4 separate regions of the Mus musculus genome follow, and all the other regions are linked to region 1. Evidence: chromatin contacts called from public promoter capture Hi-C data. All regions are on one chromosome and are shown on one strand. Each heading gives the region's core, a stretch centred on a gene start, on an enhancer-like site or on the middle of the called end of the contact. The rest is flanking DNA. Distances are from core to core; before and after follow the strand shown. Region 1 holds the start of Wdr17 (WD repeat domain 17). Region 2 holds the start of Glra3 (glycine receptor, alpha 3 subunit). Region 3 holds the start of Aga (aspartylglucosaminidase). Region 4 holds the start of Neil3 (nei like 3 (E. coli)).

Region 1 (4,649 bases), core at 1,369-3,868:
GATTTTAACAGAGATTTAGCATCTTCACAGGGCCCAAGGAGAGGTGAGTCCTTCTTGGAACTTTTAACTAATGTCAGATGAGAAATCAGTTTTCCTCTAGGTTTTGTTTCTATAGCAGATTCTCTAGGGGGAACTTCTAAAATTCTCTTTAGGCGTTCACATGTAATTGCTTGTTCTCAAATCTCAAAGGTACAGTCTCATTAACAGTGGGAGAATAACGGCCATGATATTATCAAAGGGCAATGAGCACTCTTAGGCACGGAAGTGCTGCTAGTAGTTGAATGTGCTTCTAACACAAATGAAGGAGAAGGCGTAAGAAGCTAATAAGATAGCCTTCGCTATCTCCTAATAAGTTTTATTTCAAAACAAAATATTCTTCATAGGATAGTCATCCATGAAAATACACTGGAAATCACATGGCTAATGCTACAGTCTTCCATGTGTAGACGTGACATCACCGTGAATGGCTGACTAAAGGGGTTACTCAAATAATATTAACTACTGCTATTCTTCTTGTATGTACCAAATCTCAAGTAAATCTAGATTATGGGAGGAAAATGTTAATCCTTCAGATTAATGGAGCATTCAGTGTGGTCTTCATTACAATGTTTCAGACAATAAAATTAGATTAAGTTAGAAATTTTATAATTTTATTAATACTGACATAGTAACCACTGTTGGCCTTCTATGGCTCACAAGATAAAATAAGCAAAACATAACAAAATAACCTAAAAAAATGTCATGTTCTTCTCTGAATTAGTATAAAAGCTTTCTTGGCCCATCTCTACTCAGGCTAAGGACTTTAAAGTCATTTACAGAAAACAATAAGAAAAACTGCCTAAATATAGTAGCTTTTCCTTAGAGCAGATGAGTTTTTAAAATTAATTTTCAAAGCTAAATTCATCTGTAGATTTCTATATGTGATGCAAGAGGCCATTGGTCTTGCGAAGATCTTATGCCCCAGTACAGGGGAATGTCAGGGCCAGGAAAGGGGAATGGGTGTGTTGGGGAGCAGCGTGGGGGGAGGGTATAGGGAGGATTTGGGGATAGCATTTGAAATGTAAATAAAGAAAATATCTAATAAAAATAGTGTGATTTTAGAATTCTGATATAACATTTTAATTATAAAATTAAAGAGAATGAAGTTTTTAAAAGGCAACTAAAAATACTATTTCCCCAGAAGTGTTTATGCTTCTTTAGCAATCTATTAAAAATCAACACAAGGAGATACCAGATCAACATAAATTAAAAAAAAATCCAACTAGTCTTTATATACACATTTGTAGACCTCACTTTAAAAAAGAAACTTTCCTTTTATGGGTATCTTTTGAAATAGATTATTAGTTAATTTCAATTTAGAAAAGTTTCCAAGAACTCTTAATGTGCTAAAACTACCACTTGTTACATTAACCCATAAATAATCCACTAAAGCAAGTTTCCCAAATTTTCTTGAATTGACAAGTTTTCAGAGTTACTGAAGTTCGTCAGACAGCCTCAGATTTCTGTCTTCCAACATAAAACTATAACCATGGCATGGCACATTCTGGTTGCTGCAGCACCTTGCAGAATAAAGGAATACTTACAGGTTTCAGTCACTACTGTTGCAGTGTTAAGTTCTCCCCGTTCAAAATAATGATAAGAGAACACAGGAACCAGCAAATGTATAGAATATTTTCATCATTTTTTAGTTCAAGTTTTTAAATCCTCATAAATTCCCTTGCATCTAACTAGTTTTGTGATCATTGTAACCTAGAAATGATATGATAGTGATAAATTTGGCAATTATAATATCATATTATTAAATTGAATACTTCATATTTCTTAAACAATGGGTGCGTATTTCTTAGTATTCTTTGGAGGATAGTTTGTTCTGAGTAAGTTAGAAATATATCTTCAAATCTATGTTAAAGACATTTATATAAAATAAATGATGACATGTGATTGATATATGATCTAACTTTTTAGTGTATTTTGTGTATTCTAATTCATTTTTAATAACATAGACTTTGCTCCTATGAATACTTGCATACAAATGTGGATACATCGGTAAGAGAACAAGAAAGAATTTTTATGATCTCCTTAATATACAACAATCTTTTCTCAGGTTAGTATTGCCCTTATAACATTTCTTTTTAAAAGCTTTCTTGGTACAGCCATTTCAAAGGGACAAAGTAATCTATGCAAATACGTCTTGCCCATTGGTGGAATAACATTCTAGGTTATAGACACCCATATACTTAAAAGCTTAGAAATAACAGCAAAAATGTGTTTAGAAACAGCCCCAGCTTCCACGCAGGGGGAATCCTCATACATGTTGAGTTCTAACTATGCCTTATAATACTCAGGTGTGTGGCTGCAAAACTCCTGGGATTAGCTCCTCAGGCATCATGGCTTGCACAGCACTGTAGGAGGCTCAGAGTCCTAGTCTGCGACCTTAGAGTGCTGGTCACCAACGTGAAGCCAACTCATTCAAATATCATCCTCTTTGATTGGGCGCTGAGCAAAGTCTCCTACACTGCAACCCCACTTGAGCCTTACCTGAAGGAGACAGCAGTTGCAGCTCTGGACAACCGCAGGTGCTGAAGCAGGACCGGCCAAAGGGACCGCCCTGGCCCGCGCACCCGCCACGCCCTCCTCGCCGCCCACTCAGCTCTCAGGGGCGGGGCGGCCCTGAACATCCCTGAGCCAGAGTCGGGTTCCGCCCACCCTTCACAGTGCAGGTTGGGGAGGACAGCACTCTGGATCCCGCCCCAGAATTGCACGTGACAAGCACCCTAGTATCTGATTGGAGCACATGGGACAGGGAGGCGGAAGTCCCTGGTGACCCCTGGAAACAGGGCCCGGAGAGTTGGTTACCTAGCAACGCGGCTGCTGTGCAGAAGATGTGATTCCTAAGCTTTGAGTCAAAGCTTCAAGCTAAGCATGTACATTATTTTAAAAGGTGGAGCAGAAGGAATACGTCCCACTAGCGTTGTCACTGCCTAATTTGCTACATCGAAGCTGTACCTTATATAAAAATGAATCGAATGTACAAGAAATAAATCACCTGGTTTCTACATTAGTCTTGAAGCATTGCTTGGAATGTGAGTCTAGAGTGCTCGCTGTCCTGCACGTCTTAATATTTCATTGGTTCAAGTAGCCGCATGAACCACATCTGTGAATGAAATTGTTTTGATTAGTCCAGCTGCAAGCAATTAATAAAACTGTCCATAACATGAGCAAAACATATTTGCCCCGTGGACACTGGTGGAAAGCATATGCTAGTGTCATGTAATTAGGGTTTATATTTCTGAAGTAGCTTCTTTAATTTGGTCCTTTAGTCAATACATTAGAGGAAATTGGCCTTCGTATACTTGAAACTGACCATTAAAAGCACAGTATGCACTCCAAAGGGAGTAAGCAGATGTTCAGAATCAATGTTCTGAGAGACCATGATACAATACAAGGAACATGGATACAAGTTGCCCCAAATAGTGTGTTCCACCGTGGAAGTAGTTAACAAACTATTGTCATAATACATCAGGTAAGCAAGATACATAAACCTGGGAAATCTGCTAGATGCTGTCTAAGGACAATCCTTAGCCTGTGGTTAGTAGAACAGTCTGCCAAGTTAATATATTTGAAAAGCTTTGCCATAATAGTGAAAGGCATGTTATATCAGATACAGAACAATAAACAACTATTACAGGGAGTAAGGTAGTCCCAAATAATTTTGGCGATGGACTTTTGGCCAACTCTCTACAAACAAAATTAGTCTGTAGACTCTTCTACATAACCGTGAATTTTTTTTTCAGAGAAATTCATCCCACAAAGTGTAGTTCATTTATGATATTTGGAGCTTCAATCATAGGCCAAGTTCTGAACAATCATCTACCCTTACAAGAGAAAATCTCTGGAAATATTTCCTATTCACCTTCACAATGCATACTGCTACTGTTTTCTTCCAACATATTCTCTAGAGGCTCTGTTTCCTTAGAATCACTTATGCTATATTTGTAAATCAAAATTTACTTAAAACTAACTCTCCTTATGGAAAATAAATTTGTTAAAAGCTAAGACGATTTCTTACAACTGTTTGCCCTATCCCATGTTGAAATGACTAACAGTAGCAGGTCTCCAATAAATGTTTGGTGAACGAATGAATGGAAATTAAACAGCATAGAATATCTTGAAAATCCATGTGTTAATGCATATAGCTTTATGTACTGAACTCTAAATGTAGTTATGTAAGATACTATGGGTTGATTTCAGAAGAGGGACTTTTAGAGAATTTTTTTTCTTTAACTTTATTCAGGAAATAGAAACAAATGGGATTTTATAAGATAGAAAAGAATATGGGCAATCTATGCAGCATGATCTGTACTGGGAAAGCACATCATGAATTTAATAGATCATGTCCTGCTTGCTTTTTTTGTGGAAGGTGAATGTGGCTGTCCACAGATAGGAAAGGATCTAGAGACTGTGAAAGGAAAAATAAAACTAGAAATATAGAAAAACTAGATGTGGGGAATACAGAATTCAGGATTTAGGTCAAACATTAACCTCTCCTGGCCAAGAGAATCCAATTGAAGCTAGTAAAATTGAGCTTTTTCTTAAAGAATGGCATCTAGGAGGTTGTATATAAGGATGCAAAGAGATAAACAGCATGC
Region 2 (4,649 bases), core at 1,113-3,612, 1.2 Mb after region 1:
GTAGTCCCTGATAGTTGGCTGGACCATCTGCATATGTATTGGTTAGGCTCTCTCAGAGCCTCTCAAGAGACAGCTGTATCAGGCTCCTGTCAGCAAGCACTTCTTGGCATCAGTAATAGTGTCTGAGTTTGGCATCTCCATGTGGGATAGATCCCCAAGTTGGGCAGTCTCTGGATGGCCTTTTCTTCAGTCTCTGCTCTACTCTTTGTTCCTGTATTTCCTTTAGACAGGAGCCATTCTGGTTTAAATTTTGGAGATGGAATGGGGTCACCCTCCCATCAATCCTTAATTGCAAATGAAGTTGAGCATCATTAATTATAACAACATTACACTAACTGGCTTTTGTCATGGTGGCACAAATCTAGACGTACCAGGGGAAAAGGAATGACTAACTAGAGTTGCCTCCAGGAGACTGGACTGTGAGCAAGTTTGTGAGCAGTTTTCTTTATTAACCATTGATTGGTGTGGCCCCAGAACACTGTGTCTGGCACCACCACCTCTGGGCATGTGGTCAGAGCAGTATAAGAAAACAGGCTGAGAAGGCCATAGGAAGCAAGTTCATTAGCAACTTTCCTCCATGGGCCTTGCTCAGCTTTGGTCTCATTGCTTGGCTGTGGTAGGACTTAAATAATTACTGTCTTGAACAAGAAATAAAATAAGAAAATTGTAATATAGGTATATTTTTATTGTGTGTACTTTTTAAAAATTGTATTTTTATTGGTTGTTTGTTGACATTTCAAATGTTATCCCCCTTCCCAATTGTCCTTCTACAAACCTTCTATTCCCTCCATCCCCTCCCCCTGCCTCTATGAGGGTGCTCTCCCACTCACACACCCACCGACTCCTCACCACCCTATAATGCCCCTACCCTGGGTCATTGAGCCTCTACTGAACCAAGGTGCTCCCCTCCCAGGGATGCCCAAAAAGGCAATGCGCTGTAATTTTTAATCAGTGAATAAGTAACTGAGAAGCATCTGTGTAGTGTAAGTTTTCAACAGGTTCTTCAAAGAGGATATCTTCTCAGAGGCAGTGAGATGTCGCAGCAGGTAAATGTATTTGCTGCCAGGCGAGAGACCTAAGTGTGATCCCTCCAACTCGCAATGTGAAATGACAGAATTGCCTGTCCACACGTTATCTTATAACCTTCAAACATGACATACATTAGTCCATGCAATCATCCATGTGTGCATTCATACATGTACACACAAATGTAATATAGATACAAAAAAAAAGCATTATGAACCTTCTAGGAGGTATAAAACTGATGTGTTTCTTATGAGTCTTCTGTAAGTTGATGATTTAAATCAGAAAAGAGTCACATAAAACATGTCTTCTACAAATATAGAAACGAATTCAGAAAACTTATTTTTCACTGAATGAAATTAATGTGATCTACTAAATAGAAGACATAAATAAGAGTATTCACTGTAACTTATTTCAGCAGGTTGGTAAGGGATGCCTTGTATACTTCCAGCTAAATCTAGTTTTCCATTAAATTACAATTTTAACTCAACTAGGAAAAAGATTGTGGGACACGTTAAGAATGTATTCTTAATATGTAGCTTAGTTGTTGAAAAAAGTTAAAGAGTTGAAAGGAGCATTTTCAGAATAAATTCGTAATGGACTTTTTTAAAAAGTCAAAAGAAATGAACATTTTGATACTGGCCAACTGGAAATAAAGATTTTCTATTTTCTATTTTAGGTCACACACACACACACACACACACACACACACACACACACACACACACACAGAGTGGAGATGAGAGACTGAGCTCTGAAAAGATGAAAGAAGAAATATACCAGTTAGTACTACGTGCTAGTTCTTCCATTTAAAACATCCGAGCCAATCATTTAAAAACTGAGGGGGTGGGGGGAGTCTAAGTGATGTCTCTCCAGTCTCAGGAGACTTCTTCCCTTAGTCTTTTTGGAAGCCTCATTAGCACCAAAGTCAATTAACTGCCTGCAAGCTGGCTCTGAGCATGAGATGCTTGTAGAAGCAACTTGTTTGGCTGGGCATGTGCATTGCATTCCCAGCTCTATGAGACAGTAGTCATCTCTGAAAAGATATGTCTTTACTAAATTGTGCTTTTTTTTCTGAAAGGGAAGGAGCCTCCCCGTGTAGTTCTGCCCTCTAATTCTGCAAACCACTGAATCTCCCCTTTTCAGCTCCAAGGATTCCTTCCCCACTCTCTCTAGGAGCCTAGTGGGCTCTGCACCAATTCTGAAACACAGCCCCTCCTTTTTAGGGGCTGAAAGGCTGAGCATTCCCTTGCTTGGTAAGAGGCCTGTCACTCTGTCCTGCTGTGCAGCTGTGATTGGCGGGAAGGACAAGTCCTCTGGCCCCGCCCCCGCCTGTCTTTGCCGCGCTCCGCTCCGTGGGATTTATGCAAAGGTGGAGAGTGAGATTCTGGCTCTTGGACCTAGTGGAGCAGCATTCCCAATTTTGACTGCTGCTGTTCTTCTTCGAACCCTGCCTGGGTCAGAGCCAAGAAAAGGCGAGTCCTTTTCTGCTGATAGAGCTTTGGGGGAACTGTTGCTCAGGACCTCTGCACTCCTGACGCGTCGTCACAGTCTCACGCTTTTCTGTAGCTTCACTGTGAAATCACTCGCATATCTGTAGCCCTGTGAATCTTTCTGCTCAGTGCACAGAGCAGGGGTCCAGGAAAACATCAAGTGCTTGAAAGAGGGATTCAGTCCTGCGGGAGCTGTCTGAGGTGCTGAAGCTCCTCAAGCGTTTATCTCCAGCAGCCCCAAGGGGTTACATGTCACATTTTCACTTCTGTCTTTCTGGTCCCCCATGCCTTGGATAAGACTGCTTTCAGGATCGTGGATCTCTTTCCGTATCATGGCCCACGTGAGACACTTTCGGACACTAGTTTCTGGATTTTACTTCTGGGAAGCCGCACTGTTACTGAGGTAAGTCCGCATGCATTAACAATCTCATTAAGAGAGCTCAATAAACCAATGTGTTAATCTGCAACCACTTGTTAATGAGGAAGCTGAGAAACCTAGGACTGTGTTCTGACTTACTGAAACAATACTTTATATCGTAATTATCTGTTTCAAAGAGCCTAGTAATCTATCTATTGAGACATCTGGAGATATATAATTTCCTGTTGTTTTTCACCGAGGGTGTGTGTTTGAGTAGTTGGGCTCTTCCCACGTTACTCTTTCAAACCTAATGACTTAAAGAAAACAGATATTTTGCTTCTCACATATTTCTCATTAGAGTTTTCTTGGTAATGATGAATTATAATTTCTGGGCGTTAATTTCTTAAAACACAAAACAAAACAAAATTAGAAACAGGGCCATCATGAAAATAGAAATAATATTGTAGAACATAAACAATTTTTGATTAGAGAAATGTCATTTTCATATATGAACTGATTAGGTAAAAGAATAGAAACTTTAAGGTACGAGTTTGCAATGACCTAATTCAGCAATGCATGAAGGCAAAATAATTAATAAATCATCAGAAATGTTCTGTGCCTACAGTTGTCTTTTGGAAGAAAGCAGTATAAGAAGACTATTAACTTGTAAAATTGTCATGCCATGACAGTTTTTCCTATGTCTCAATGCTATTTGGAAGTCTTTCTACCTTTCTTCACAGTTATGTAGAAGATACTAGGGGAAGCTAGGTGAAAGTTAAGATAATTAAAACTCCATTGTTCAGTAAACACTGTACGAAAGCAAAAAAAAAAAATGTTCCTATAGATATTTAAACTAGCAACATAAGTTTTTCATTAGTATTATCACATAATTACTGTGGGATATTCACTTTATGGCTGACAACCTTTTCAAGAGTGCAAAGTTAAATAACTAGAACACTGAATCAGTTAAGCATATACTGGTTTCCATGTGATGTAAGTATTTCTCCTTGTGTTAGTAATTCCAGTTTTAATCTTTTGGCTGTCTTAAAAGTGTGAATCACATATTGTTCTGGCATGCCTATTTGTAATAGGAAATGGTTGAGTAGAAAATTACATTTCCTAAAAATGCTAAACTTCCTTTTAAATTGAAGTCTTAAAACAGCTCAGATCACAGTATTCTCAGTGAAAAGTGTATTAATATGATTTTACGGTCTTTGTAACTTTCAATTGACAGAGCTCATATATCTATGTAGCAAATCAAAAGCATGTAGAGGTCTCATGCATGAGTATGTTACAGAAAGTGGCACAAAATTCAGGTGAAAATACACTAGTCATTTTGACATGCATGCTACTTTATGTATAATCGTTTACAATGTTTAATATCAATGGTGGTAATATATATTTTAACAGCAGATATGTCTGTTTAGTTTATATTTAAGGTCAATTATTAAAATATATTAGTCAATGAGGTGAAATTTTATATAATGACAATTCATCACAATATTTTTATAGTAACTAGATATGGAATTTTCATTATTGGATGTGTTGATTTGTGATATTTTTAGTGAAATTCTCCAAAAGCAATACATAATTACAATTTATCTTTAATATCATTAATTAATGATTAAAAATTTTAAACAATAATTCAATCATAAATTCTTAGAAAAGGACTTCCCCAATGAGATTTTTATTTATATTTATATTCTTTATCATTTTTTCTGTCAAAAGCCAGAGAAGATTTTATCACTGTTCTGTGAAAATTTTAGTAGCATTTC
Region 3 (4,649 bases), core at 996-3,495, 1.2 Mb before region 1:
TTTAATTTAGAAGTACATCAAAATCAAGCAAAAGGCTGCAGTTACATTAAGAAGCAATGAAAGATCAGTATTCACCAAGTAGCTAAAAAGAATTAATAGTCATACAGAAGCAATCCAACTATCCAAAGTTATCTAACGTCCATAGGATGTAGGTTGTAGCTGTAGCAATTTTTCTAAGCATATACAAAATGAGTTTACTGAGTACCATAGTGGCTGAGTACCACAACAGCCACCAAAGATGGTGTATATTTTGAGACTGCACATTATTTTCAGTACAAATGCCCATAGAAAGTAGGCACATTGAGACTTTCAAATATTCCTATTACAATATATTTTATCTATTTTATCTTTCTTACGTTTTCTCTCTCTCTCTCTCTCTTTCTCTCTGTGCATGTGTGTGTGTTTGTGGTATGAGTGTGTGTGAGAGAGGGAGGGACAGAAACAGACAGACAGACAAAGACACACCCAGAGACACAAGCACAAAGAAAGATAGAGAATACTGGCTAAGTTACATTCCCTAATGGATACAATTACAAGGTTTTAGGATTTAGAAAATCTTGCCATTTAAATCACATTTCCTTCAAGCTAAGAGATTTGTAAGGCCTACTGTTTATACTTGGAGATGAGACAGGGATGCTAATATTATACAGTCCGAGACAGAAGCACCCAGTCTTCTTGAAGTAAACACTGATCATGTGTTGTTTCTAACATCCTTGTTTGAGCTGTCCTTAGGAATATACATAATCTCTGCAGACTAAAAGCTTTATCAGTTTTGTTGAAGTTTCATGATTCTCAGGCAGGAAAGGAAAATTAGATCCCAAGAGGGAGGGTCCCCATCCCCCCAATTTTCTTCCCTTAAATTTGCCTGCCTTGCTATCCTACCTCTGTGTGAGTCTAGGTTCTTTCAGCTGGAGAAATTATATTGCCCAAAACGAGCTTCAGGAACCATGACTAGTTTACCATGTATTATATTTTATAATTCTTGAAGGCATGTCTCGGTTCTTTGAACTTATAAATAACAACTCAGGTGCTATGGAAAATTAATTCCGAAGACAATAAGTGTTTTCCTTGCTTTCTTATTCCGTTTCATCCATCTTTCTCATCTCACCTAGCAAGAGCTTTATGCTCATTAGCACAGCACAAATAGTTTGGTCCTCCTCCAAAACCCCATAGAAGGATCATGTGTCGTTTCTTTTTAATTACACCTAACTTTTTAATAGCACTTGCCTGCCTGGGGATGATTCTAGGATATCTTATGCTGTTTAAATTGCAGATTCAGTTTCCGTGCAATGAGAACCTTGAAGACTCTCTAAGCCTCACAACTCTCACCTAGTTCATATTTTACCAGTCTGGATAGATTTATAGATGCTCTTTAAAATTATGCCTTCCTTGAGCTACATGGACAAGCATCCCAGAGTCCCAGTGGGATTACTGGTCCATGCTCACACATCTGCACAGCAACTGAATTATCAAAATGAGCAGCCGGTACCATGCATGTAAAGCTCCCATTTCTCCTTTTATTCAAACATTTATTTAGTACTTAATGGTGCCAGGCACAAAGATAAAATAAAATACCTTCAGAAAAGACTGGAATTAGACTTCTTGGCTGGAGGCAAGGAATCTGCACTTCAGTGGGCAATGTACAGGGTACGTTTCTGTTTGCCCAGCATGTCCTTTCCCTGCAGCTCAGGGATTTGTAACTAAAGGACGTCCTACAAAAACCTGTGGTGAAGAAAGGATGTAAAAGTCTGTGTCGAAAATGCCTCAAACAGCTAGGTCCTAAGCAAGAGCACTTCTCCTATACTCTATAGTCATTTTAAAAATTTAATGAAAGTCCAGGGTAGATTATAGATCGGGCTGGCTGTCTACCTTGAATTTGCAGTTAAGATGGCAAATGCATAAAACTCATATAATATCTTATCAGTTATCTGAGTTTTCAAGCATCGTGCGACTAGGGTAACATATTTTCATATTCATTTTCAATAAGGTCAATCTCCCTTTAAAAAATGGGCTAAGCACTAAAAGTACTAGTATTATATGTATGTATCTTTTCACAAAGAACTAAAAAGAGGTCGACAGACCAGACCACTAAAGAAACAGTATCAGATTTGTAAAAAGAAAAAAGAAAAAAAGGAAAAAAAGAAAAAAAGAAAGAAAAAAAAAAAAAAACCTTCACTGGGCCAATAGAAGGCCTCGTTGTCTCGCGAGAGTTGAGGAAGTTGGGGATGAGACTAAAGGGAATCACGAGTCTGCCTGAGTCTGAGCTGGTGGAGACCTTTCTCGCGCTGGCCGGCTGGGCGCGCGGCCGGCGGGGACTTTTTTCACGCTGCTCGGCGGGTCACTCAGCTATGGAGCGGAAGTCGAATCTGTCTCTGCTTCTCCTACTGCTGGTCCTGGGCATGCCCCTGGTGCGGGGCTCCAGCCCTCTGCCCCTGGTCGTCAACACTTGGCCTTTTAAGAATGCCACTGAAGCAGGTGGGGAGCGGCAGCCCGGGGCGGGTGGCTGCACTGTGTGAGCTCCTCTGCAGGAAGCTGCACTCAGTCCCTAAGGTTGCAGGAGGGAACCCGCTGCAGAAGGCCGAGCCTCCTCTCCTTCCTGCATCTCTGACTTTACACCAGACCCTCTCCATCTTCCCTGCCCCTGCTGCATTTTAGGATCTGGTGTATTGTTCTGCTTCCTGCACCACCTTGTCTGACCTCTAACATTGGGCCTCTTAGCTATACTTGTACAGGGTCACCTGCCTCACTTTTTGTGGCAGTCTTTTGCCACAAAGTTTTTCCTCCACTCTACACTTCTTGTGATAGCCTCCTTCCTGTTTCTCCATTATCTTCTGGATTCCAGTTTAGGAAACAATTGATAATTTCCTACGGATGCATATGTATTTGATCAATGTTTGTGACGCTGCCCTTATCACTTATACATTCAAATTATCTTCAGTGTTTCTTGGGATTGTACCTTATTGCCCCCAACCTTGACACCCTTGAGACTGCTATCACATTAAATGTTCGTGGACACTGTTGGATCCAGAATCCAGTGCAGAAAAAATCTGTATGTTATCGGGGATGTGTGGGAAGCAGAGTTAGTGAGAAATCAGACCAAGAAAGAGACCTCCTAACAATAACCAAACAAAGAAATTCCACCTTTATATGCATGGTATGATTCTGTGAAAGTTACTAGTATTGAAGTTGGGGAGGGGAGACTTCTTAAAACCAACATCCATGGAATTATAAGTAAAACGTCTTTCCTTTCAATACCTACCCACTCGATACTCAAAGAACACCACAAAACACAAACAAGAAACGTGGACACCTTAGAGAAATGCCTTTTTGAAACTGGGCAACTTCTGAAATATACTGTGTGGCCTTGAATGAATTACTTCATCCATGTCTGTGCTTTTCTTCTGAAAATGAGAATTATAATTATAAAATATTATCTCAGAAGCTGCATGAAGGTGAGATTAATTCACCCACATGAAGTCATTTGCCACTGTAATACTCTGCTGAGGCTTGCTGGGATACTTGTTCTCATTGAGAGTGTGAAATATGCATATTTTAGTAATCTAATGAGTGACATATGCCTGTAATTTCAGCTCTCAGGTAGCTGTGGTAGGAAGACCCAGACTTGTAGACATGCCTAGACTTGTACATGGATTTTCATTTGGGCTTAGGGCTAGATGGCAAGACCCTAGCTCACAAGATGAGAAAAACAGAAATGAAGAAATGTTAAGCTGTAATTCAAAATACTTTAAAGTTCAACTGTCTCCAAATAGTTTCAGTTATCTCTCTTAAAGATGGCATATTTTTTACACAGAGAAAAATAGTTACTGATAAGTTTTTTAAATAGTTTCCACTAAGAGCCAACCTCTTTGAATTCTTTATAGTAAGGAGTCATATACTTTGGTCTGTATCATTCTAATTTCCCTGTTGTAATGTTCCCATTTGGTAAAATGACTTGTTAAAATTTCAGCTTAACAGTATAAATGTTAAGAAAAAAAAAACTTAGACATCTCAAACTGTTCTTGGCTTGTTGCATTTCACATTGAAAATATATATGACTATACATAAGCTCTGTTGGAATTTAACAGCGTGGTGGACATTGCTATCTGGAGGTTCTGCCCTGGATGCAGTGGAGAACGGCTGTGCTGTGTGTGAGAAGGAGCAGTGTGATGGGACTGTAGGCTTTGGAGGAAGTCCTGATGAAGGTGGCGAAACCACCCTGGATGCCATGATAATGGATGGGTAAGGATGCTTTTCAGGACTTGTCTGTGCGCTCTCCTGTCAGGTGGGCTCATATTCAGAGCAGGCTGGAAGGATGCATGAATGTGAGCATCAGCCAGAAGTCCCGGCTTATGGGGCTTCTCCCTTCCAACACAAAGAGTGAACAGAAAAAAGAAAAGAAAAGCCGAAAGGTCACCCGGATACTCAGGATCACAGAAAAGTAGGTGGTTAAGTAGCTTTGGCTGAGGAGAACCCTGAGATGCAGAGCTGTACCTGTGCCACAGTTATTTGCTACCATCTGCAAATGCTGTGGTCTCAGTGACCTCACCCAGAGGCCTCTGTAAAAGCCATGTTTAAAATAATGTGTTGGGATATATACTAAATCGACTGTTCGTTCTTGAATTTTGTCTGCGGGAATCCATGAACTTTAC
Region 4 (4,649 bases), core at 1,339-3,838, 1.1 Mb before region 1:
TCACATATAGGGCTTATGGTATACAAAGCAGTAACCACTCCATTACTGAATCTTTTATTACTTTTAGAGTAGCTATCAGATACATAAAAGTCTGAAGGGAGATCAAACCTTGGCCCAACACCTTACTACAAGCGACAGTGCTCAACTGATTTAAATTCACCTTGAGCCCAACGCTCCTTTTCTGGTAGCATTAGGTTGATCTTTATTGTGGAATTATTCTTTCTCATGACTAACTGTACTTCACGTTTTGTCACAAAATAATTAAAATAAATTTAAAATGAATGATTAATACTATTTTCTCTAAATGCCAATAAGGTGACTATGTAAAACATAATCTTGGTTTCTTGCAACGGGAATCTTATTTTTATAAATAGTAACTTTCCATGAATAAACTTTTATAGATAAAACAGGTTTTATTTTACCAGTAACCAGCAAAGTGTTTATCACACAACATTACTGTTGAATGACATAAATCATGGCATCAATGAGGATGTTCAGATCTTACGCAGTGCTCAGTACAATAGCATTTATTTCTAAAATAGTGGCAGGCTGACTTCACCTGATTTCTACCACCAGCAGCTGAGCCTAAGCTCCTCACCTGGGTCACTGCAATACCTTCTTGAGATTTCCTCTCATGTTTTCTTCTTTGATATGCAGTGTTCTAGCCAAACTGTAAATAAATCTTGACTACCATTCAAGGTTTCTAATGATGCCCAAGATAAAGCCTGGAAGGTGACCCATTGGAGACGACTCAGCAGGCAAAGGCACTTGACACTAAGGCGGAAGATATGGGTCCCTGGAACCCACACAGAGTAGAAGAAAAAGTTGTCCTGACTTTCACATGTGCTGTAACACACACAACAACATTCAGTCACACAACAATACGCACAAAAATAAAACCCAGCTCTGAAAAGTCCCAATTGTGGTATATGGAGTTCTTTACAATCTTCCCATCAGCTTTAATATCAGGCCATCTTCGGATCTCCTTCCTTTACATACACACTGGTTTATTTTTCAGGCCCTTGAACACCATTCTTCTGCCTATATGGGCCACTTTCATCTCAGGAACTCTGAATCTCTTATGCCCCCTTTACACATCAGCTCTGTTACCACCATAGGGAGACTTCCCTGGCCTCTCTGTATGTCCTAAGAGAGAACCACACACTTCTGAGAACTTACCACTTTGTACTTCACTGTGTTACCCTTTACTGAATGGCCATGTATTTTCCCAGCTACAACATAAAGACAAATGTATTTTCACCCTCCTGTACTTTGAGAGTATGCAAAATTTTGCTGAATGAGTGATCTTCGTCAAAACTAATACTTTAGAGAAACCATTAGCATAGATCTCTATAGTACTCTGAAATAATTTCGAGAAACATAATTTTTTAAAAAGTACAGAGCACTTGTTGACACACCAAGTCAAAATAAATAAAAGCATAACTGTTAAAAGATCCAAACCTTTTTTTTTTTCCTCCCTCAGCTTGAAAATACATCTTCCTTGTTTCTTTCAAGTTGGGAGCATATGCTAATTGCATAACAGACAACTTCTTTCCTAGACCAAAGGCTATGAGGGAGCTTTGCAGGAGAAATTGAAGAACAGCACAATATTGCATGTATCCATGAAATACAATTAACCACACATCTAAAGGGCCTTAAAAGCCTGGTCGTTTAATCAGAATATTTTTAGTATAGTTCTAAGTTCTTACCAAATGACTATCCAGCCATCAGCAATGTATGCCTGAGTGGCAAACTGTGCTACGATTTGCTTTCAAAAGAAATAAATTCACTTAAGGAAACCAGAACTAGCTTTTACTGCCCCTTCATTAGATGGCAATATTCAGCTGAGTGAGATGTTCGTGCTAAATTTTCCATGTGCAACGTTAGAATTATATACTACTGATCAACTGCAGAATTTGGGGCTGGAAAAGGGCTAAAAGTCTATGTTACGAGTTCAGTCTTACAACGTGGAAAGAAAAACATACCAGACTTCGCACAAATCCGATGATAACGTCAGTGAATGTAGACGGTAAACAGCAGAAAGCATCTTTTGCTGACTGCCTGTTAACAGGGTTGGAACAAAACGCCTTCGGTGGATCTAGCACTGGCACTGTTAGACAGCTGCTAGAGCTAAGACTCACTTCTCAGGTTAAATAAATGTCGGGAAACACAGGCTCTAGGTCTTGGGAACCAGAGTAGATTGGGGATCCCAGAACCTGGGTGGTGTTTTTACTCCACTTCCCGCTGCAGCTTCCAAGCAGGACACAGGACTGACTTACCGAGGTAGCGACATCAGCCAGGGAGGCGGCAGGGGACATGGCAGGGCCCAGGAGGCTCTGCAGAGCTGTGCCCCGCACACCAGTCACCGCCTGCCCCGGTAGCACTCGTGCCCGGATCTTCTCTCCATTCAGTGTACACCCTGGCCCTTCCACCATCTCTGTAGCCCGCCCGGAACCCCTGCTAGTTGCAAGGCCTGACTGGAAAACAACCAGGCAACTTCACTTTCCTGCTGACCCACACTGGGCGGGAAGTTCAAATCTCCCGCGCGCCCCGCCCCGCCCAGCCTAGGCTTGCCCACCAGCAAACCCCGCCCATCTGCGGCCAGGCCACGCCTAGGTGGTGCGGACTCTGCTCTGGGATCCAGGCAGCCCACAGAACTCAGGGCTCTGCAGGTCTCACACTTGTGTCATCGGTATTTCCTGAGCCAGTGCACAGTGAAAGGAGTCACAGAACCCGGCTCAGTGTAAAAACTCAGGAAACTGGGAGTTGAAGACTAAAAACTACGTTCGAACTACTCAGCCCATACTTTTTGAGCTGAAATCGATCACATTAAAACAACGTCAAGTTTGCGGTTTCATAAAAGCCCAGCACTGTACTGAAGTAAAAGTGGAAAACTAAATGTGGAGATTTGTCTAGTTGGCTTTCCAGTGTAGGATGATGAATGGTTACATTTGTCTACATCAGACTCGGGACTGTCTGGACTCTATATTCTGTTAACTAAAATTCATTTCTGATCTCTGTCCTTTGATGGAGAAAAGTCTGAAATAGCCCTTTCCCTTTCACCTCTGTATTGTTTATTGCTATCTAAAGAATGACATCATTTATTATTTAGAAATTTCTGTGAGTTAGAAGTTGGCAAAGTCCAGCTGGGTGGTTCTGGCTCCCCAGTTCTCTAAAAGTTACAAGGTAGGTTTGGTTGTAGCTAGGGGATCCTCTTTCAAGAGGTTCATTTACATGGGCTGGTAGCAAGAGGTCTTATAGTTCTGGCCATAGACCTGCTTAGCTGTGCTCTAGGTGTGATTGCAGATCACACCAGAGGAAGAACACAATTGCAATACAACTTATTACCTAGCAGCTGTTGTAACCTGTGAGTTACAATCCCTTTGCGGGAGTCAAATGATGCTTTCACAGGGGTCACTTAAGATCATTGGAAAACACAAATATTTACATTATAATTCATAACAGTAATTACTGTTAAGTAGTAACAACTTCCGTGTGAACAGTAATTCTTGCAGTAATTCTTTGTTTGTTTGTTTGGCTTTTTTTTTTTTTTTTTTTTTTTTGGAGACGGTTTCTCTGTATAGACCTGACTGTCCTGGAACTCACTCTGTAGACCAGACTGGCCTTGAACTCAGAAATCTGCCTGCCTCTGTCTCCCAAGTGCTGGGATTAAAGGCATGTGCCACCACTGCCCGCTCTAAAATCTACTTGCAACATTTAAATGACTGGGATTTTGTGATGTTTTCGATAAAAACATCTCCCATAGTCCTGGATGGAGTAGCATTATTAGGAGGTATGGCCTTGATGGAGGAGATGTAGTCTTACTGGAGAAAGTCTGTCACTGTGGAGTAGGCGTTTAGAGGTTTCAAATGCTCAACCTACGCCCGGTGTGAAACACATCCAGTCTCCTACTTGACTGCCTTCAGATCAAGATTTAGAACTCTTGGCTCCTCCGACACTATATATGCTTGCACACCTGCCATGCTTCCCGATATGAATCATCATGGACTGAACCTCTGAAACTGTAAGCCTGCTCCAATTAAACATTTTCCCTTGTAAGAGTTGCCTCTGTCGTGCATTTTCACAGCAATAAAACCCTAAGACATTGGCTCAACATGATGTCTCAGAGAGTAAAGGCACTTGCCACCAAGCCTGCTGACCTCAATTCCATGCCTCAAACCTACCTAGGAAAATCAACTCCTATAAGGTGTCCTCTGATCTGCACATGTGACTGTTGCACTGTGGAACAAACTAGTCCTCAGATACACACATACACACACACACACACACACACACACACACAAAGTAGGTTTAGAAGATATTAGAATACTAATTATTATCATTGAGCCTGATATCTTTACTAAATTTTTCTTCCTACCTTTATATGTGTCAAATATGTAATCTCATCATTTGTGTTACGATATAGAAGGAATCCCTCACTTGATATAGTCATCTGGTCTATACCCCCAGAAGTGTCAGGTAAGTTTAAGATTCTTTATAAATATCTAGTCCTACATATTTTGTATTTTGCTTCCAAAAAAATTGATGGAGATGCTTTTGTATAAATATTGCTTATTATTCTGAATTTTGGAAAAACTCTGTAAATTCCAGGAATTTAGTTCCATTTTCTTTTCCTAGAATAGACTTTT

Evidence for each region. Promoter capture Hi-C pulls out the DNA fragments that hold promoters and counts their contacts.
Region 2: a promoter capture Hi-C map of stem cell-derived epiblast-like cells shows a contact between it and region 1, with 2.3 times the contacts expected there. The contact joins the promoter of Glra3 here to the promoter of Wdr17 in region 1. A contact is called at or near these places in 4 of 39 promoter capture datasets (the C10 cell line, cranial neural crest, liver and 1 more).
Region 3: a contact with region 1 is called in a promoter capture Hi-C map of liver, with 5 times the contacts expected there. The contact joins the promoter of Aga here to the promoter of Wdr17 in region 1. A contact is called at or near these places in 4 of 39 promoter capture datasets (the 3T3-L1 cell line, hippocampal neurons and liver) and 1 of 115 datasets of contacts at active chromatin or transcription factors (astrocytes).
Region 4: a promoter capture Hi-C map of embryonic stem cells shows a contact between it and region 1, with 4 times the contacts expected there. The contact joins the promoter of Neil3 here to the promoter of Wdr17 in region 1. A contact is called at or near these places in 7 of 39 promoter capture datasets (the 3T3-L1 cell line, embryonic stem cells, liver and 1 more), 1 of 115 datasets of contacts at active chromatin or transcription factors (large pre-B cells) and 1 of 9 other capture datasets (macrophages).

The regions. Positions count from the first base shown.
Region 1 is chr8:54,721,750-54,726,398 of GRCm38.p6, forward strand. It overlaps Wdr17 (WD repeat domain 17), which reads right to left and starts at 2,619. Exons shown (of 30, transcript NM_001372370.1): 1 at 2,539-2,619.
Region 2 is chr8:55,938,056-55,942,704 of GRCm38.p6, forward strand. It overlaps Glra3 (glycine receptor, alpha 3 subunit), which reads left to right and starts at 2,363. Exons shown (of 10, transcript NM_080438.3): 1 at 2,363-2,919. The coding sequence starts at 2,849.
Region 3 is chr8:53,509,457-53,514,105 of GRCm38.p6, forward strand. It overlaps Aga (aspartylglucosaminidase), which reads left to right and starts at 2,246. Exons shown (of 9, transcript NM_001005847.2): 1 at 2,246-2,475; 2 at 4,086-4,239. The coding sequence starts at 2,349.
Region 4 is chr8:53,636,477-53,641,125 of GRCm38.p6, forward strand. Neil3 (nei like 3 (E. coli)) reads right to left here and starts at 2,589. Exons shown (of 10, transcript NM_146208.2): 1 at 2,280-2,589. The coding sequence starts at 2,435.